Linked DNA regions of Ovis aries: region 2 is linked to region 1. The links are chromatin contacts, called in public Hi-C maps. All regions are on one chromosome and are shown on one strand. The core of a region is the stretch at or near the end of the contact, and the rest is flanking DNA. Distances in the headings are between cores, read along the strand shown. Region 1 overlaps XPO6 (exportin 6). Region 2 holds the start of XPO6 (exportin 6).

Evidence for each region. A called contact is a pair of places that touch in the nucleus more often than the background predicts.
Region 2: a contact with region 1 is called in a Hi-C map of liver, with 2.9 times the contacts expected there. The contact joins the promoter of XPO6 here to the enhancer-like site in region 1. A contact is called at or near these places in 9 of 16 Hi-C or Micro-C datasets (blood, hypothalamus, liver and 3 more).

The regions. Positions count from the first base shown.
Region 1 is chr24:26,172,314-26,178,912 of ARS-UI_Ramb_v3.0, forward strand. It overlaps XPO6 (exportin 6), which reads right to left. Exons shown (of 24, transcript XM_060406222.1): 9 at 5,480-5,589. Among named protein-coding and RNA genes, the nearest start is that of XPO6, 68 kb to the right of the region's middle. Within about 2 kb of position 3,533, at least 13 of the 54 cell types and tissues checked have an H3K27ac peak or open chromatin away from gene starts, as enhancers often do. A contact at or near this core is called in hypothalamus and liver, where this site is marked.
Region 2 is chr24:26,238,295-26,245,128 of ARS-UI_Ramb_v3.0, forward strand. XPO6 (exportin 6) reads right to left here and starts at 5,473. Exons shown (of 24, transcript XM_060406222.1): 1 at 4,868-5,473.

The DNA of each region.
Region 1 (6,599 bases), core at 2,283-4,782:
CAGTATGACTGTATTTGGGGACCAGGCCTATGAAAGGCAATAAAAGTTGAGTGAGATCATAAGGGCGGGGCGGGCCGTAATTACATGAAGAGAAAGAGACCTGAGGGAGTGGAGTGTGCTCACGCTCCCTCCTCCCCGTGCAAGCACAGAAGAGGGGCCACATGAGGACATGAAGGGAAGGCAGCATCTGCAAGCCAGGAAGAGAGCCCTCACCAGAAACCAAATCCGCCAGTCCCCTCATCTATGACCTCCATTCTCTAGATGTAAGAGAAAACAAATTTCTATTGTTTAAGCCACCCCAGTCAGTGGTATTTCGTTATGGCAACCCGAGCTGGCTGATCGAGAAGGTAAACAATAATCAGAAAGAAACCTGGGAGCTTCCCTGGTAGTCCAGTGCCTAAGAACCTGCCTTTCCCAGGATACTGCAACTGCTGAGCCCACATGCCACAACTAAGGAAACCCGAACGCTCTGAAGCCTGTGCTCTGGAACAAGAGAAGCCGCACAAGGAGAAGCTCACGCACCACAACTATAGGGCAGCCCCTGCTTGCCGCAACGAGAGAAAAGCCCTCGCGCCAATAGAGACCCAACAAAGGCAAAACTAAATAAATAAATTTTTTTTAAGGTTTTTTTTTTTTTTTTTTCAATCTGCTTGCAAATGCTGAGGACACAGGCTCAATCCCTGGTCCGAGAAGATCCACATGCCGTGGAGCAACTAAGCCTATGCGCCACAACTACTGAGCCCACGAGCCATCACCACTGAACTCTGTGTGCTCCAGCGCCTTTGCTCTGCAACAAGAGAAGCCACTTCAATGAGAAGGCTGCGCACTGCAACGAAGAGCAGCGCCCAATCACCACAACTAGAGAAAGCAACAAAGACCCAGTGCAGCCCCCCAAAATTAATCAGTTAGTTAATTAATTTTAAAACAGAAACATGGAACTTCAGAATGAAGGGAAAGCAAGAGAACTGGCAGATCTCTGGGTAAATACAACTGCTTCTCTGTTGATTCTCTTAAGAACTTTAAAATATGAATGCTGGATGAAAGCAAAAACAGAACACTGTCTGATGGCATTTTCACTGCTCACAGATGGAAAATATATGGCAACCTCAATGCAAGAAGAGACAGCAAAACAGTAGTGAGGCTTCTATATTACACTTGACGTGGTAATACGTCAACTAGAAAAATTAAATATATATGCATTTTAATATACAGAGCAATGACTTTAAAAACTCATAAATATAGTCAAACACTCAGTAGATACACTCAAAGGGAAAACTAAATTTGTGCAAAATTAACAGTTGTCGTTTAGCTGCTCAGTCATGTCCAACTTTTTGCAACCCCATGAACTGTAATCCATCAAGCTCCTCTGTCCATGGGATTTCCCAGGCAAAAATACTGGAGTGGGTTGCCATTTCCTTCTCTAGAAACTAACAAAGAGAGTCTCAAAACAAACAAAGCAAAAACTGATAGAACTGAAAGGAGATGTTGACAAATCCACAACTTTACTTGGGAGAATTCACCCCTCTCTCAGTAACTGGCAGAACAAACCGGATAAAAAGATAACCTGTAGAACTCTCTCAATCAACCTGATCTGGCATACCGGTAACACTGCACCCAGCAACAGCAGAGCACACACTCTCAAGCACAGTGAGTGAGCCCCAAGAAGAGCAGGCCATAAAGCAAGTCCTGACAAACTGAAAAGAACTGGAACCACACAGAATATGTTTGCAGATCATAATAAACTAGAAAACAACAGCAAGAAGACACAGGGAAAATCCTCAGATATTTAGAAATTAAACACCAAAGAGGAATTCTCAAGGGGAATTACAAAATAAATTGAATGAAAAGGAAACCAATACCTATTAGAATTTGATAAAGCTAAAGCAGTGCTCAGAGGGAAACTTAGAGCATTAAATGCTTAAATATACAATGGAAATAAACCTACAGATCGGTGTGCTCAAACCACAAATGTGATTTCAGAAGCACCCCAACTTCTTCTGAGAGTTAAATGAAATGTTATGTTAAGGCAACTACATAGCAGCTGCTTAGTAAATGTGTGATCAATGAAAGAGAACAAATGAATCAATATGCAGGCAATAAATAAACAAACCTACAAGTCAGATAACTACAAGGCACCAAAGCATAATCCTGGGTAGCTTTTGCAACTCAGTGAAATATTCTAAGTGAATATTTCCTATTCACTTGCTCTCTGGGGCAGTCAACAGCATGGATTTCATGTATCAAGAGCTAGAAAGCTACTGGAGCCCTGACATAAACCTAGTTAATACCTTTTACTAACTGTATCAAAATGCTGTGTGTCACAATGGCACTTCCTCTTTACTAAGCAGAAAAACCCACTCACAAGAAAAGGGCAGCAAGTTTTCTCACGCCTGCCCACATTTGTTTACAGTCCAATCTAATGTCACCCAGAATCCCTGGCAGGTCTGTGGCCAGCACCTGCCAGTACTCTCATGACAAAGGGGTTCACAGGACATGACTCAGTAACTTTAGGTTGCTTAACACACTGCAAGTTTCCTCATCCTCCTATAAAAATAAGTTTCTACCCAGGTGTCTCCCTACACACTGACAAGCACAGAGAGAAGGAAGTTAGAGAAAGAGAGACAAAGGATGAGAACTAATACTTATTTTCTGAACATCTACCATCAGCCAAGGTACTTTATACACACTGGTTCATTTAATTTGCTCAAGAACTTGTAAAGTAGGCACAACCATTCCCAAACTACAAAGAGGAAATGGAGACCGAAATTCAGGTCTTCCAACACCACTGATTCAAAATGGCAAACCTGGACAGTGAACCCCACTAGCAATTAGTTCAGTTGGGTGCATTATAGAATATTTATCTGTTAACAATGGGACTCAAGTTCTCCAAGTCCCCGCCAGCTCTGAACAAGAAATTCTTGAGCATCTTCATTGAGCAAGGAACATGTGGAACTCCAATTTCCAAACTCCTAGGACCAAAAATAATTCTATGTACATTTGTACTTCTAAATTTGTAGCCTACAAAGCCTACCACTTTGTTGTGAGGAATGATGCAAAACCTATAAACCACAAGAGACAGGAACTGAATGCTGTCTCTGCAACTTAACCACACCTACGTCTCCCATTTAAGACACCAAGAAAACATCTGACTACTTCCTGCAAGACCAGTTGCTTCTGAAATTCTGGTTCAAGTCACAAAAGCCCCCTGACTTCTTTCAGATATATTTTATCAGTTGAAAAACATTTGACTGCATTGACAAGCTCTTCACTAAAAATCAATGCAGTAATTATCTGTAGCCAGTGCTCTTTATCAGCTGCTTCAATATATTGGGATCTCTAAGATAACCCAGAGCTGTGGTTGCCAAACTTTCAAAACTTTCATTTAAGGTTTTTTGAGTATGTATTTCTATAAATATGCTCTGTGAGAGGTGACAGGAAACACAGAGTTCAACTATTTTCTTTGAGCAGGCAGTAGACGCCATTGTACATCTTTCTTTGTCGTCTACTACCTTTGACCACTAGGGGGTGTCAGACTGACAAGCTGTTCCCCCAGATGATGGTTACCATTAACGGCATAAACCACAGACGAGCTTTGGACGTTTGGGTTGTTAAAGTGTGAAAGTGTTATGTGTGTATTTTTTTAAGTCATGAAAAATCAGAAAGCCTTATTCAGGATAATAATCAAAGGATCAATGAGAAAAATCCCTAGTGTTTAAAGTGGTCAGCCAGGACCGCTGACAGCTATGACGACAGATGCCTGGGCAGGCAGGCAGGCCACCATCTGCAAGTGGGCTGAGGAGTCTCTGCTGTCCAGGGGTACTGTCATTTAACTCCACAGTCACCACCTCAGTCAAACAACAGCAACATCTTCTATGACTTACTATTACTGTGTGGTCATTACTGTGACCATCCATTGAGTGCCTAACATGTGATCAATACTATGCCAGGTATTTTATATACACGATTTCCTTGAATCCTAGCCATTCTACAAGAGAGATATTAGTATCTCATTTTGCAAGAGGAAATGAGATTACCATATGACTTGACCAACAGTAACACTGCTACCATGAAGCAGAAAAGGAATTTAAACTGCACCACTGCTCCTTCTATTGGAGCAGTAATCAGCGCAAGTACTTCTCAGTGGAACAATACCGTATTCTCCCCACCTAAAGCACATTTGTACTGTGCTTTTAAAAGCATTTTCGTGCTGATCATGTCCTCAGCTTATTCTTCCAAAAAGTCTGAGCGATGTGAAAGACCATCTAACCACTTAAATATAGCAAAATCAGGCACAGTCCCAGAAGCAAAGGATGCGACTGCTCAACATACAAGAAAGAGAATCTGGCGGAAGCGCCTTTTCTTTGAACAATCTCATTCAACAACACAATTACTCACAGTTGGCAAGTTCACCAAAAACAGGATCTACTGTTGTGTAAGAAGGTTTCTGATACACAAATATACTACCCAGAACCACTTGTGACCTGACATCTAACAAGCTGGAAGCTATTTTGCAATCATAAAAATAGTTTGGAAAATGAAAGTGCAAATGCTTAAACTTGGAATGCAAATACCGTTTAGAATTTTAAAAACTCTTCAAACCTCAGAGATGGAAAGGGTTTTAAGAGGTTCAGTCCAACTCTCCCCAGATGGGAGTTCTCCTCACCACCTCCATTTGGCACTCTCTAGAAGAGACGTATTTACTATCTCCACCATCCACCACTGATACTATTTACCGAGCATTTGTAATGTGCTGAACACTCTAGATATATTAGCTTCAAATAGTTAGATATATAAGGACCACAGTGTACAGGAAACATACTTTCTGCCTGCAAACAAGAAAAATGGTCTTGAGAAATGTGGGGGAAAAACATTTCCCCATTTTCTGTTTCTAAACTATAACAAGAAGTACAAAACTAATCGTCTCTGGATAGCGGGATTATAGAAAACTTATCTTCTTTATATTTTTCTATCTTTGCTAGTTTTTAAAATAAATACTTTTTTCCCTGACAAGTATTCATTATTTAGGAAATTTTCAAGCACATACAAAAGAAGTGAGGATACAATGAACTCCAAGTTCCTATCAACTGAGTTCAACATCAATTGTCAACACATGGTCAACCCACTTCCCCCACTAGCCCCAGGGAATTATTTTAAAGCAAATCTCAGATGTTATATCATTTCATCCAATAAATACTTCAACTTATATCTCTAAAGTAAGGATCATGGGGGAGAAGGGGCCACAAAAGCATTATCATACCTAAAAATTTAATACATGTTACTTTTTTAATCAGAAAAATGTTTTTTAAAAATGAGGTATCTAAGGGGAAGAGAAGAAGACAATGTTCAATGGCATTACTACCTGAACAGCTTCTGCGACTCCGTTTCACTAAAGCAGTCTGACTGCATGGCGGACTCTTTAGGCCACAAGAGAAACTGACCAAAATGTCTATTTCTAGTTATTAATGTTTCTGTGGTTTACCTGTTGAGAACTGCTTCCTTGTCTCCCAGACGGCTTTTAATTTTACTTGTCAGATAGTCCAAAAAGAGTGTCCAGATATCCAAACAAGAGAAGTAACCTTCATGAGTAGGCTATGGTGCAAAAGAAATCCAGACAATGAAATTACTTAATGGAACTACTCCTTAGAAACACACCCACCAGTGTTTACTTCCACCAGAACGCTACAACCATAAGCCTAGGTTCCCTCGACTTCTTAGTAATAACCACAATTGGTGTCTTTTATTTGGTCTTCACGATTGGGCCCTGCTGAACTAACAAGACAAGGTTACCATGGAACATATTATTAAGGAGATATTATGCAGAACAAACCAATTTACAAAATAAGCCGAGAGAACACCTATGTTGAACTCTGAGACTGCGATGTGGAGAGTTCTCACTGATCCTCCGATTCAAATCTGCTTCAGAGAAAAAGAAATTGAGATCCAGAGATACGTTCAATGTCAGGGATAGGAGCAGGTCTCTTTACTCCCCCAGCCAATGCTCTTTCCACTATGTACTATTATAAAACCAAAACTAAGTTTCAGCGGCTTCTAAGTGACAAGTTTATACATCTGAACATTAGGAAAGAAACACCTGCAGTCTTCCTACACGACAAAGTGAGCGCATTAAGTCTGACCCGCAGGCTCCGGCTCATCTGCAAAGTAGATGTGTCAAACAGGCTGACAGCAACCTCTGGCCTGAGTTTTAAAAAGGACAAAGTGAGAAGAGAGCAAGTCTTTGTAGGGTCGTAGCAACTGGACCACTGCACTTTCTCAGGAGTTCTGTAAAATCCAGGCACTCTTTTCTCCAGTATCCAGTCCTCCTCATACACATTAGGTTTCATTTGTGGCACCCCCGCCCCACAAGCCCTTATGTATCCCCTCAAATTCTTGCTACCTACAAGAATTCCTTGGTTTTACTTGTGACTGCTCCATTCAACTACATCATTGGTAGCAGGATTAGATATGGCAAGAAATACTAACACTATCTTCTCAGATCAGCTTCCTTCCATTTCTGATCCAAGAAAATCCAGAAGTTTACATGGGCAGGTATGGAATTTGCCTAAGAGGTAACTTACAACGACGGTGGCGGTGTACAGTGA
Region 2 (6,834 bases), core at 4,223-6,722, 68 kb after region 1:
CTTCCACCCTCATTTTCTATTATTTTTATTGATCCATATCTAATCTTTGTAACTATCTGCAAATTTTCAATTAGAAGGCCCTTTCTTTCCTTGTCTAACTCTTCTGAATCCCTCACGACTCAAATATTTCTCCTGGGAACTCTTCCCTGGCCACTCTGCTCCACTAACCTCCCTCAGGTGTGCTACCTCTGTACCAGTGAATTATTCTACTATGCATTAGTCAATCAGTCGCGCCCAGCTCTTTGCAACCCCATGGACTATAGGCAAGAATATTGGAGTGGGTTGCCATTCCCTTCTCCAGGGCATCTTACCTACCCAGGGATCCAACCCAGGTCTCCTGCATTACAGGCATATTCTCCACCATCTGAGCCACCAAGGAAGCCCTATTCTTCTACTATGCTAAACCTTATCACACAGCTTCTCGTAATTACCAGAATATATGTCCCATTTCCTCACTCAACTGACTCTGAGGTCAGGGGCAATATAACCCTTCCTGGGGTAAAAGTGTAGCAGTTGAGAGCACTGATTCTTGAACCAGACTGCCAGGCTCTGAATGCCAGTTCTATCACTTGGTTGCACTGTGACCTTGAGAAGCTGCCTAACCATTCTGGGCCTTGAATGTTCTCATCTATAAAATGGGAAATAAAAATAGTCTCTGCCTCCTGGCATTGTTTGAAAGGCTCAGATAGTAAAGTATCTGCCTGCATTGCAGGAGACCTGGGTTTGATCCCTGGGTCAGGAAGGTCACTGGGGAAGGGAATGGCTACTCTGGCTTCCCTAGTGACTCAGACGGAAAGAATCCACCTGCAATGCAGGAGACCTGGGTTCAATCCCTGGGTTGGAAAGATCCTCTGGAGAAGGGAACTGCTACCCACTCCAATATTCTGGCCTGGAGAACTTCATGGACCTCCCGAGAAGCCTGGCAGGCTGCAGTCCATGGGGTCACAAAGAGTTGGACATGACTGAGCAACTTTCACTTTCTTTCATAGAGACTCTTTCATGATGATAATGTATCCACAGATCCTAGGATTTTAAGCTTGATGCAGGAAGTCAATAAACAGAGGAATAAACTGAGGCACTACAAAGCTCTGGCCTGCTGTACAGAATAACTTCTCGACACCATGTTAATAGTGTTTTGGGGATCTGTTTAGCAGGTCATTTTATCATTTGAACCATACCATCTCCTAATTTTTTCAAAAGATGTTCAAGTCATTTCTCGATAGTTAACCTATCTCCCAGAAAACCTCTGTGCCATGACTGCCACAGAGAACCTGAGTACCGCTGAACCTTGCCCTGTGGTCTCCCTCCACCACCAGAGCTTCTTCACGCCTCCAGTCCTGCAGTGCACAATGCAATACAGTTGCTAAACTAATGCAAGGCACACCAAGTGAGGAGCCAATTTTAAGGTCTGATTTTCCCTCCATTACAGGGACTGTTCACAGAAGAGGACATTCAAAAATGAGAAGGCTTAGTAACCAAAGCAATCTTCCAGGCAACTAAAAAAAAAAAAACCCCACTAATTTAAGCAAGGGTTCAGTTTTGCACAAAATTTCCATAATAAGCAAATTTGACATTAAGTAAGAACTTTTCAGAGAAGTGGTGGGAACCTCTGAGATGTTACATCACTTGAGAACTCATGAGAATTCAACCCAAAATGATTTCATCAAAGGTAGTTACAGTCTCACTGTTCTAGGTATTCCATGCTGAACCTACAAATCTTTCATTAATTCTAAATTTGCAGGTCAAAACTCTTCCTAGAGGGAGACTTAAAAGGAAATTCCCATGGTCCCTTGCCCACGTCACTATCTCAGAACCAAATAAACTATAGCTGGATGACATTCCCAACCATCTTCCGTGTGAGGCAGCATCTGGCCTTAAGCAGCAGAGGCTTTGGAGAAGGGCAGCCTGGGTCCAAATGCCAGCTCCACCTCTTGTTAAACAGGTATCCTACACCAGCTGTGTTCACCTCCTCCTCTAGTAGTGATGGCAATACGGTAACCAACCTAGCAGGACTGGTGTGCGTAACTGATACTGAATGACTGAAAGGAAACAAATAAATGAAACACAGCTAGCTTAGTGTAGATACTTAATCAATGGTAGTTCTATATTACACCATTTTCATCTTATAAGGAAACTGAAATTTTAAAAAGATATTACAAAGGCCCCAACTTATTTGTCAACTCTTTCAAGGCTCTTTAAAGCAAAAATGTTAAGTCAGTACGAAATGGAAAAAGAGCTTCTGGAACAAATAAAGAACTGTGATCCCTCCCCTCAAATGAGACACAAACCAGGCAACAGCTTCCTTGCAGTTGGGGGCAAGGCCTGCCCCAGCCACACCCCTGAACCTGGGACATCTAAGGAGACAAACCCCTGGGATCAGTGCTGCAAAGAGGACATGATTTGACAGTCCTATTGGCCTTACATCCGCTGTGGTCACCCACTGTGTGCTAAAATAAGTGAGGGGAAGATTACAAAACTTGACTCACAAGTTATCCTAGAAAAAAATTGTAAATGGTGATGATGAAGTCAACGACTTCACAATTAATTGCTCAAAGGTGGTTATTTTCATAACGGTCTCCTGACTCTTAATTAAAATGAAACCTGAATACAAGGGTGCTTGGCCAGCTAAGTCGATAAACAGTAAAATTCTGCCCAAAAGCAATTCTGTTCTAATGCAATGTTGTCAGCTACCTGAGAGAAGGTACCTGTCTGTCTTGTTTATCTGACATTTGCTAGAGCCTCACATACAGTGGCTACTTAAATTCATTAAAAGTTGTGTACACCCGTGTTCATATCAGCATTTTTCACAATAGCCAAAAGGTGGAAGACACCCAAGTGTCCATCAACAGATGAACGGATAAACAAAACGTGGGCTTCACACACAATGAAATATTATTCATTCTTAAAAAGGAAGGAAATCCTGACAGATGCTACAACACAGATGAACCTTGCAGACATGATTATGCTCAGTGAAATAAGCCTGTCACAAAAAAACAAAACCGTATGACTCCATTTATATGAAGGCTTACACAGTAGTTAAATTCAGAGACAAGTAGAAGAGTGGTCACTAGGGGACAGAGAAGAAAGGAATGGGAGTTTTTGTTTAATGGGTATAGTTTCAGTCTTACAAGATGAAACTAATTCTGGGGATGGACACACTATGAATGTACTTAATGTGACTGAACTGTACCCTTAAGGATGGTTAAAATGGGGCTTCCCTGGTGGCTCAGTGGTAAAGGATCCACCTGCCCATGCAGGAGACACTGGTTCCATCCCTGGTCTGGGAAGACCCCACATGCTACAGAGCAACTAAACCCGTGCATATAAGATTAAAAAAAAAAAAGGTTAAAATGGTAAATTTCATGTTACCTATATTTTACTACCATTTTTTTTAATTCATTGAAAGAATCAGTGAAGGACCACTGAATACGCCTTTCATCATTCACTCAGTGTTACACCTCATACCTTTGTTCATTAGAGAATTCCTGTCTCCACATTCTACAGCTGAGGACCCCGGGACTCAGAAAGTTTAACTGATCTGCCACTATCCATCCTACCTACACCTGGTACAGGCAACACTATACAGTGCTGCCTGGCATTAACAGTGCATTTTATCTAACTGGTTATAAGCACTATGAAGACACGGGCTACAGCCTACGTCTCCTCTCTCTGCCCCAGACCTAACACATCACCCACAGGACACTCCAACGTTCAGAAAACCACACTGGCCTGAAGAGCTATTATCACAGACGATGTCACGGCCTCCTTTTCTCTACTAAACCCCTAACGTGACAGCGATAAAATGGGCACCCTATAACTGGAGGTGCTCAAACACAGACTTGACGATCAACCACCTTCCATGGGCTTACTATGTACCAAGAGCCAGAGAAGATAAAAATTCTGACAATTTCACCTTTGAGGAAACTGAGTTCACCGCAATGGACGACTACGGCTCAGAAATAATCACTCCAATAAGACAAATGCTTAAAAACAGATGTGAACAAATCTCAGGAAGTACTGAGAGTGCCTTTGGGCCTGGAAAATGTGGAATGTTATCCTCAGAAGAGGTGGCTTCTGAACCAGATCTGGAAAGATGAAGCGATCTCCAGGCACTCCAGGGCAAAGGTCAGGGCATGTAGTAGAAAGACAGGCAGGGTGAGTGTCAACAGAGTACTGTTCCTGACTTTGCTATCATCTAGGTAAGTGACCTTTGCAAACCACAAACCCTCTCAGCTGCCCTGTATATAAGCTTCTACCAAGATGGCAACCCACTCCAGTATTGTTGCCTGGAGAATCTCATGGATAGAGGAACCTGACGGGCTGCAGTTCATGGAGTCGCAAAAAGTCGGACACGACTGAACCGGCTAAAACAAGATCCACTCCAGCTCTGTCACGTGTGTTCTATTAGGAGCTCTGAAATCAAACTAGGTTCAAACCTCGCCACTGTCACTTAAGAGTGACCCTGAGCTGGATATTTAGTTGCTCTGTGCCTCAGTCTCCCTACTTCAGAACACAGGGCTGGTGTACTAATAACACACGTCAATCACTTAGCACAGAATTGTTAGCTACTGTCGTGATGAGCTACAATGTACGAGAGGCAAACAACAGATGCAAGGGTTGTGTCTGCTCCGCGTCCAGGTCCCTCCCAGTCCTAAACCATCCCTGGGGCGGGAGGCGGGGTGGAGGGGGGGTTGGGGGGGGGATGGGAGCTCAGAGCCCGGCTGCAAACCCTGCACGCATGTGTCACTGCCGGACTCGGCACGCGCCTCTCCCCGCCCCAGGGAGAAGCGATGGCTCAGCAGTCCCGGGCCCGCTCCCACCGCTCAGACTTGGCACCCGGGAAGGAAGGGGCTTCGACCCCACTTACCATGCTGGCCGGGGGAGGGGGCGGCTCAGGTGAGCTGGCTCTCGGGCTTCGGACACGTCCGGCTTGCACAGTTCAGGTCATGGTCCCGCAGGCTCGGGAAGTCCCCCGCCCATGCAAAGACAACCGCTTCCCCACCCCCGAGCCTCGCGGGGACCCTCTAAAAAGAGTGCGGCCCCCCGGCCCACCTCATCGGGGACCCCCGGAACAATTCATCCAGACCCACCCGCCCCTCCCCAAAGAAACTGAAAAAAGCAGGAAATGGGGCTCGGAGGGCTGACGAGGAGGGCAGCGGCTCGGGGCCCCCTGCCCGGGCCCGACCCCCGAGGGGAGGCTCCGGGCCCAGGCAGGGGCTCCCCGGCCCCCGCGTTCAGAAACGGCGGCGGGCCCGGCCCGGAGGCTGAAGGGGCGGAGGCTGAAGGGGCCTGGGCGGCGCAGTCCGAGCGGCCGACTCAGGGGAAAGGCCCGGGAGCCCACGCTATCCTTGCCGCCTCAGCCCACACAGCCGCTGCCGCCGCCCCCCGGAGCATCCCTGCGCGCGCCCGCCCCGGAGCTGCCCGCTCGCGCCGCGCGGCCGCCCGCGACCAACAGCCCCAACGCGCCGGAAGTGGCGAGCGCTCGGCGCGGCCCCACGGCGCGGCCGCCGGGCTGCGGCGCTGGAACCGGACCAATCCGGAATCGAGCGGGCGGGGGCTGGGGGGCGCGGGGCGGGGCCGCACCTGACGGCTCCCTCTGGCCCCGCCCCCGTCCGGCCCCGCCCCACGCCCGCCGCTCTCCGCCGGTCCACGAGGGCAAGCGGCCATGTTGGTAAAGGGAACTGGCCCTGCCATCTTGGTAAAGGGGCGGTTTCTCTTTCATTTCCTGAGCTCATTCATTCCACCCATCTTGAAGGAGCACTTTCTATTTGCCCAGCACCCGGCTAGAAGTCGGTGGCACGCAGCCTCTTCCCTTGTGGAATTTACATCCATTCAGCCCATAGACATTTTAGCTGCTGTGGACCAGGCTCAGCTGTGGATGCCAGGACTAGTACAGTAAAGAAGATCAATGTAGTCCCTGCACTCAAGGAGGCAGATAAGCAGCAAGTAGCAACCAAGTGAATAAATTAATTGTAAGAAACGAGGAGTGTTGTGAGTGTTATGAACGAACGAACACACAGGGGCCCCAGATAAAACGTGGAAGGGAGGAATGGAAATGTAAACAAGCCTGAGGATAAAGTCAATAGCCGCCAGCGTGATCAAAGTTAAGGAACAGCAACTGCAGAGATTCTAACAAGGCAAAGACGTGGTGGGTTCTGGTTCCTGTTTCTATCCTCCAACCTACTTTACTTGTGAAAGAAGTGACTTTAACAAATAGAAGCAAGAAACAATGCCCAGCAGCAGAGGTGCTGCTAGTCATGGGCTGAACCAAATCTGTGTTCAGTTCAGTTCAGTTCAGTCGCTCAGTCGTATCCGACTCTTTGCGACCCCTGAATCGCAGCACGCCAGGCCTCCTTGTTCATCACCAGCTCCCGGAGTTCACTCAGACTCAGGTCCATCCAGTCAGTGATGCCATCCAGCCATCACATCCTCTGGCGTCGTCCCCTTCCCCTCCTGCCCCCAATCCCTCCCAGCATCAGAGTCGTTTCCAATGAGTCAACTCTCCACATGAGATGGCCAAAGTACTGGAGTTTCAGCTTTAGCATCATTCCTTCCAAAGAAATCCCAGGACTGGTCTCCTTCAGAATGGACTGGTTGGGTCTCCTTGCAGTCCAAGGGACTCTCAAGAGTCTTCTCCAACACCACACTTCAAAAGCATCAATTCTTCCGCACTCAGCCCTCTTCACAGTCCAACTCTCACATCCATACATGACCACAGGAAAAACCATAGCCTTGACTAGACAGACCTTAGTTGGCAAAGTAATGTCTCTGCTTTTGAATATGCTATCTAGGTTGGTCATAACTTTTCTTCCAAGGAGTAAGCGTCTTTTAATT